2 separate regions of the Mus musculus genome follow, and region 1 is linked to region 2. The links are chromatin contacts, called in public Hi-C maps. All regions are on one chromosome and are shown on one strand. Each heading gives the region's core, a stretch centred on a gene start, on an enhancer-like site or on the middle of the called end of the contact. The rest is flanking DNA. Distances are from core to core; before and after follow the strand shown. Region 1 has its middle 9.9 kb from the start of Gm36857. Region 2 overlaps Dync1i2 (dynein cytoplasmic 1 intermediate chain 2).

The links. Hi-C and Micro-C count contacts between places; a contact is called where the count stands out from the background.
Region 1: a Hi-C map of the HPC-7 cell line shows a contact between it and region 2, with 2.3 times the contacts expected there. The contact joins two enhancer-like sites. A contact is called at or near these places in 4 of 484 Hi-C or Micro-C datasets (the G1E-ER4 cell line, the HPC-7 cell line, the P5424 cell line and 1 more) and 1 of 115 datasets of contacts at active chromatin or transcription factors (embryonic basal ganglia).

What each region holds. Positions count from the first base shown.
Region 1 is chr2:71,579,694-71,583,180 of GRCm38.p6, reverse strand. No RefSeq gene overlaps it. Among named protein-coding and RNA genes, the nearest start is that of Gm36857, 9.9 kb to the left of the region's middle. Within about 2 kb of position 1,995, at least 176 of the 459 cell types and tissues checked have an H3K27ac peak or open chromatin away from gene starts, as enhancers often do. A contact at or near this core is called in the HPC-7 cell line, where this site is marked.
Region 2 is chr2:71,246,581-71,250,247 of GRCm38.p6, reverse strand. It overlaps Dync1i2 (dynein cytoplasmic 1 intermediate chain 2), which reads right to left. Exons shown (of 16, transcript NM_010064.4): 6 at 3,464-3,559; 7 at 3,073-3,235; 8 at 2,860-2,959; 9 at 2,302-2,427; 10 at 1,315-1,461; 11 at 826-939; 12 at 396-529. Among named protein-coding and RNA genes, the nearest start is that of Dync1i2, 36 kb to the right of the region's middle. Within about 2 kb of position 1,962, at least 9 of the 459 cell types and tissues checked have an H3K27ac peak or open chromatin away from gene starts, as enhancers often do. A contact at or near this core is called in the HPC-7 cell line, where this site is marked.

The DNA.
Region 1 (3,487 bases), core at 746-3,245, 330 kb before region 2:
GTGAGGGATTGCTAGACAGCATCTATTGAGATGTGAGGACTGAAGTTTACAGTGGTTTCTCACTCTGAGACTTAGGTTTTACAGATGGGTGGGGCTAAAGTATAGAAGCTGGAAGGAACTGGAGTGGATCTGCTTCTTCCAAAAAAAAAAGTGCATGAAGATAGGGCAGGAAAGACAGCTCAGCAGCTAAGAACAGGACAGAGCCTGTATCATCCTGATTGGACTTTTAGCCTGCAAATGTGTGAACTGAATAAACCTCTTTTCTTTATAAAGGTAGCCTGCCTCTGGTATTTCATTATACTAATTGCAAAATGAATTAACAGAATTATTTTTGCAACCCCTAAACGATCAAAAGCCCAACAGAAATGCAAAGGACATTAACCATCGAGTTCGAAAAGCCTCAATAAGATGTTTTTAAAGATGCAAATGAAAACATGAGAGCCCTAATTTTAGTTTTATATCTCGGAAAATTTTTTAAAGCTTGGTAAAGCTAGAGTTAGTATTATAGGATGGGGGTGGGAAGTAGTCTGGAGGGTAACTGGTAAAGACCTGTAAAGGCTTAAATGCATGTATTCTTTAAGGCGACAATTAAACTTTTAGAAACGTTTCCTATAGAGGCAGATGCACACTCAAGTCACAGGCACAGATGTTCACAGCAGAATTGTTCGTAATAGCAAAAGGCTGGGGGCAAACTCAATATCCTTCAATCAGGGATTGATTGAATAATTATAGGTTCCTGGTATAAAAGAACACCAGGCAGCCACTCCTAAAGGATGCAGTGTCTACACACGTGCCTGTGAAGCCATCTCCAAGATCCTTGATGGGGTAGGAGCGTGTCAAGGATGACGACGAGATTTGATGGTGAGGAGGGTTTTTTTGTTTTTTGTTTTTGTTTTGTTTTTAAGGCTACAAACTTGATCTGGGAGAAAACCAGAGGAAGTGTGCAGACACAGTGGAGGTCTGGCTAAAGAGGAAAGCTATTCACTTCTCTGCCTCGTGCATTCTATTTTCCATTTTAACATCAGTGTGTGTGTGTGTGTGTGTGTGTGTGTGTGTGTGTGTGTATGTGTGTCTGTGTGTGTGTATGTGTCTGTGTGTGTGTCTGTGTGTCGTGTGTCTCTGTGTGTGTCTGTCTGTCTGTGTGTGTGTTTCTGTGTGTGTATGTGTGTGTCTGTGTGTGTGTGTTTGTGTGTGTTCCCACAGAGAGGTCAAAGGATAACTTTCCTGGAATGGTTCTGCACTTCCACTGTGTGGGTTTGGGGAATTAGCTAAGGTTGTCAGGGTTGACTACACTGTGTCTTTACCCACAGAGCCAGCCTCCAGCCTTCGAATCCCCATTTTAATAACAAGCTAATTGGACTGGAGAGATGGCTCAGTGATTAAGAGCACTTGCTGTTTTTGCAGAGGGCCTGGGTTCAGAGCCCAGCACCTAAATGGTGGCTCACAACCAACTTCAAGTTCTGTTCTAGGCGATCCAACACCTCTTCTAGCACCAGGCGTGTACATGGTGCACAGGCATGCATGCAGGCAAAACATGCATACACATAAGTTGAAAGAAATTAATCTAAAAGAAAAAATAGCTAATTAAAAATATTTAATAAACATTACGTTAAGATTGTAGAGGTCTGTGGTATTTTAGACTCTATGCCCCATTCAAGCAATGACAACGCATGGAAAATTAAATGATGGGGGCTCACCATGGAGGAACGAAGCTAGGGAAATGTATCTAACAAAATACAAGTGTCAGCATATGATAAACCGCAGACAGAGCAATGGCGCAGAGCCGCCCTGTGCCCACTCTGGAAAGGAGCGCGCCCAAGACCACGCGCTTTCAGGGCGCACGCAGGATCCTCGGAGCCATTTCTCCTTCCGATCCATGAGAGACCCCACGGTGTCCCTAACGGTGACGCGAGTGGGTCCCGCGGGCTGGAGCGGTGCAGCCGCTGGGACCCGCGGTCCCATCCGCAGGCTTTGCGGTGGCTGCCCCGCCCTCCCCATCCGGCCCGGGTCAGGCTCTTTCCCGAGGCCACAGTGCGACCCAGCGGGCCGCGGGGAAACTGCGCCCGCCGCCGGGGACACCGGGAGCCGCCGGCGGAGAGTATTTGCCAAATCAACGTTGCCAGATCTGATTATCTTTCTTGCTTTCTCACATCTGATGATGTGGCTGAAAACGAAAGTTCTGGGACGTTCTGGTGACTTGGGGAGGGGGGTGGGGTGGAGGTTCTGGTTTACAGTTTTCACACTTTTGATAGTTTGGGAGCCCAAAGAAGGAACCCTGGCTTTCCTCTCAAGGGTGATTCTGACAATCATGCAAAATCTATTTATAATCGCGCAAGCCGACTCAACCTAAAGCTGCCTGCTTCTGCATTTAGCCTCTTGTACAGACAGAAGCGACCCTGAGTTGAGGAAACAGAAAACAGAAGTAATGGGTCAACCGCAGCACTCACACTCAGATTTTACATTTATTGTTGATTGAACATTAAATGGCTAATACTGTGTATATAATGCTGCGCCCTTGTCCAACGTACCAGTGATGCGCAATGGATGCCCCACCATTGGTTAGTTCAGTCCCTATTATATATAATGATATGTTATATATAATGTATAATATGCATCATATAATATCTGTAATTATATAAATATTTATATAATATAGATGTAATATTATAATATATTAGATAAATATATATAATAGATAATAGAGTAAAAACATATTTTACAAGGGAAAATACCCTCAGAATGTAAGATTCAGTTTGAGGTGTTGGTGGCCAACTTAAAAATATAAGTAGCTTCCTTCTTAGAAGTGGGACTCAAAATACCCATTGGAGGAGATACAGAGACAAAGTGTGGAGCAGAAACTGAAAGAAACGCCATCCAGAGAATGTCCCACATGGGGATTCATCCCATATACAGTCAACACACCCAGACATTACTGTGGATGCCAACAAGTGCTTGCTGACAGGAGCCTGATATAGCTGTCTCCTGAGAGGCTCTGCCAGTACCTGGCAAATACAGAAGTGGAGGCTCACAGCCATCCATTGGACTGACCACAGGGTCCCTAATGGAGGAGCTAGAGAAAGGACCCAAGGAGCTGAAGGGGTTTGCAGCCCCATAGAAGGAACAACAATATGAACTAACCAGAAACTCCAGGGCTCCCTGGGACTAAACCAGCAACCAAAGAAAACACATGGAAGGACCCATGGCTCCAGCTGCATATGTAGCAGAGGATGGCCTTGTGGGACATCAATGAGAGGAGAGGTCCTTGGTCTTGTGAAGGCTTGATGCCTCAGTGTAGGGGAATGTCAGGACAGGGAAGCAGGAGTGGGTGGGTTAGTGAGGGAGGGGGAACGGGGATGGGATGGGGGGGGTGGAGGGGAAATGAGGAAAGGGGATAAAATTTGAAATGTAAATAAAGAAAATATCTAGAAAATCTCTAATAAAAGTGTGTGTGTGTGTGTGTGTGTGTGTGTGTGTGTGTGTGTGTGTG
Region 2 (3,667 bases), core at 713-3,212:
TAGTGACATTGCTAGACCATTATCAGAAGGCTCAGACTAAAACTCAAAGTTCAAATGAACCTAAACAGAAAACAGGTGACAATCACATTTATGAACCTGAAGGCCAATATGTGGAACATACACACTGCATTTCTAATGCTGAACACACCTCCTACAGTAACTTCTGTGAGCATATGCAGCACACACAGATCCCTACAACATACTGCAACACACACAATCCAAAAGCACATGAATCCAAACTACTACAGCTAAAAAAAAAATTAACTCAAGTTCTCGTTGCCCAAATTTAATGTCCCAAGTCTAGGAGAGGATTCTACTTAAATACGGAACAAGCTGTTTCAATGAGATGACTCAAGGGAAAATTCTAAACAACATCTAATTCCTACTAAGTTTACCTGCCATGGCGGCATGCTGTATACACAGAACCTTCTTCACTGCCCACAACAAAGTTGTTGACGTCTCCAACAGGGAAAGACATAGATGTTACAGCTACTGCCTTTGACTGTTTATGAACCAACTCCATGCTATCCTAGAGGAAAAAAATGAGAAAATTAATTTGTAAAGCTTTATTTTCAAATTTTATTACAAATCTTCTAGTTTTAACTAGTTTGTATGCTACTGTTTTAATATACTATTAATATAAACCTACCTACCTCAGTTAAATGAAAAAGCTTTGGTAAGATATATTTAAACCATCAACACACCACTTAGATTTATAATCTGTGCAATAGTATAAAAATAGCTTATGATAAAATGCACGTGGGGGTACATATGAAATGAAAACTAATTTTACTTCAAATTTTCACATTCCTAAGTTTAACATACCTGTGGATGGGAAAGCATGTCCAAACTCCAGGAACAAATTTTTCCATCAGTAGAGATGCTAATCAGATTGTGAGCATTTTGTGTTCCAACAACATTTACACAGTAGACAGGGTGCTAAAGACATAAAACAGTTTTCAGAGGTTATTTACAAACAAACAATAACAAAACCCAGAAAAAAATTAGTCTAATTACGGGTATTCCAATTCCTATCAAAACAGGTTTGTTAACCTGCCAGCTTTTGTTCTGTTGCTCTTGGGAGGTGAACCCAGGACCCTGAGCACTGCTAGGACAGCAGCCCATCACTGACTTAGCTTTAATATGAAGTGTGTTGCTATTCTGTTCATTGATAAGAGGTTGTCTTAGAAAACAGAGGACTTTGTGATATATGCACCCTACACATACAAGGAAGCGTATCGAAGTCACTCTCCTAGGACTATATCGTCAGTGGTGAAGGCCAACGGAAGTCTAGGGAAATAACTAGTTACTTACTGTGTGTGCAGCAGCTGACAGCGGCGTTCTCTGGACAGGAGTTCTTTTATTGCTGCGGTTATCCCAAAGCACAATCTGGCCTGAATATGTACCTCCAACAACAAGATTCGGATGAAATTTTGCAAATGTAGCAGACATTACAGCTGACTGCAAAAACGCAGAATTTTTGTATTTAAGATTTAAGTGAGGAAAGTCTGACGAATTAGAAAAACAAATCTATCGGAAATATTTACCTATTACTTAAGGTATTAGAAGTTTTAAAAACAATCTACTCTATTTGAATATTGTAAGAAAAAACTATAGTAGTTTTTGTTCAAAAGTCAAATGTGATCTTTATATGTTTACATGGTTATCAAACAAAATAAAACTTGCTTCAATCAATTTCAGTTTTTAAAGCAAAGTTGGCCTGTGACTGACCTCTAACTATAATATGACAGTAAAGAATATATTAGTTTTGATTTGAAGTATTTATTTTGAATTATGACACTATTAAGATTTTAACTCATACAATCAGTAAGAGTCACAAATTTTAAGTTTTGCTAAATCCACTTTAAAAAAAACTACATCTACTTCCTACTTCAACCACATGTTTTTACTTAAAACTATTTAGTTGCAACTCCTCCGGCCATGACTAAGAGATTCAGGGGCTGAGGTCTAATTATATATTCTGTAGTAAGTCCCACTTCCTGTGAGAACAACGCATTCCAGAAGACTGTCTATATGGTCAATCACAGTAACAGAAAGTCAAAACTGCAACGGACTTTAGGTGTGCTTAACCATGATAAGAGATATTAGAAAAGCTAAAAAGGGCAGATCATACTGAACTAAGAGTGCTCAGCTTTGTGTGTGACAGCTGTTTGCAAATATGGTGTGGTTCAGTAAACGCCAGTCCAATGAAATCATGTTGATGGGAAAAGGAAAAAGGCACTTGTCTAAATTCATGAATGAATCCTTAAACATGGGAAGACAGCTGAAGGACGACCTTACCTGGCAGTGGAACACATACTCTGGGGTAGTTTTTTTGTACTTCATATTCCACACGAGGGCCACACCATCAGGCTCATGAGGAGCCTCTTCATTGTTATTATAGGAAGCCACAAGTAATTCTGGATACTGCTCACAAGAATCAAGAAGGAAAAGAAAAGTACGAATAGTAAGAACTATTTTATGTTCTTAACTATCTATCAAGTTGTTCTGAAAATTATCTTCATAGTTACACTCACCAAGATGCTAGTCTAATTTTAAATTAGCACAATTTAACATTTAAAATGTTTAATTTTTATACAAGTGGTTAGTGGATAATTAAATTAGCAAAATTGAGTTTGAACATAAAGTCCTGAATTTCAAATCTAAAAGCAGTTCCAATTTTTCCTTCTAAGGTACGCGAGTCAATGTGACAATGGCAACGTCAGAAACACCACCCAGTATTATTTATTTAACGTGACATACACTGATTTAATTACAAGAAGTCTTATAACCAAAATAAAACTATATGCTAATTAGAATTAAAAAGTGAGTTATAACAACTGATTTTTTTATACTTACCTGGGATGACCAATCCAAACAACTAACAACTCGATGCTTTGACCAACGCTCATCAAAGAACTGTCGATTTAATGACAGCTTAGCACCTGCTTGAATCTCCCTACAGGAAAAGATCACCCCCCCCAGAAAAGACAGCATTATAACTTGTGTCATTCTTAATATTAACATACTTTTAAGGCTGCAGAAGCTATGACCTTAAGAACTAAATATTACCCTTCTTTGTCTTCCAAGTCTCTCCCACTGTAGTCAAAGAAGATGTTAATCTGCTCAGAAAGGGCTCTTTCTACAATTCTCGTAGAATGGTCAAAGAAACTTAAAAATTCTTCTGAGTGTAAAATCTGTTGCTTTTCTTCTTCAGTTAGTTCATGAGGTGGAGCTGGAAAAAGAGTTTGTCTTTGTTTTTAAAGTATGATTTAGGCCAATTAAATCCTGTCAACTCACTATTATAATATGGTTCAAGAAATGCCACATATTCTTTTGAAATGAAACTCACCTCTGATTTAGAGCATTTTACTCTACTTTAACTCATAAATAATAAAACAAGTTTAAAAAGAACTCAGCAAAACAGAAATAAAACAAAAATTCCTTAAGTATGTTAAGGTACCTTTGCTATCATTCTCTTCGTCTTTTTTCAAAGTTTTCTCTTCTTCAGGTTCAACAGGAGGTTTAGGAGTTGCTACATCATCTTCCTCCTCCTCATCTGAACAATAAACAAAGACTAGCTTAATACAGACAGCTGTAGATTGACTCTGAGGCAGTATCTCAGAGGCATCACAACTCTCCCAAGGTGAAGCACTTGTAAAGACAG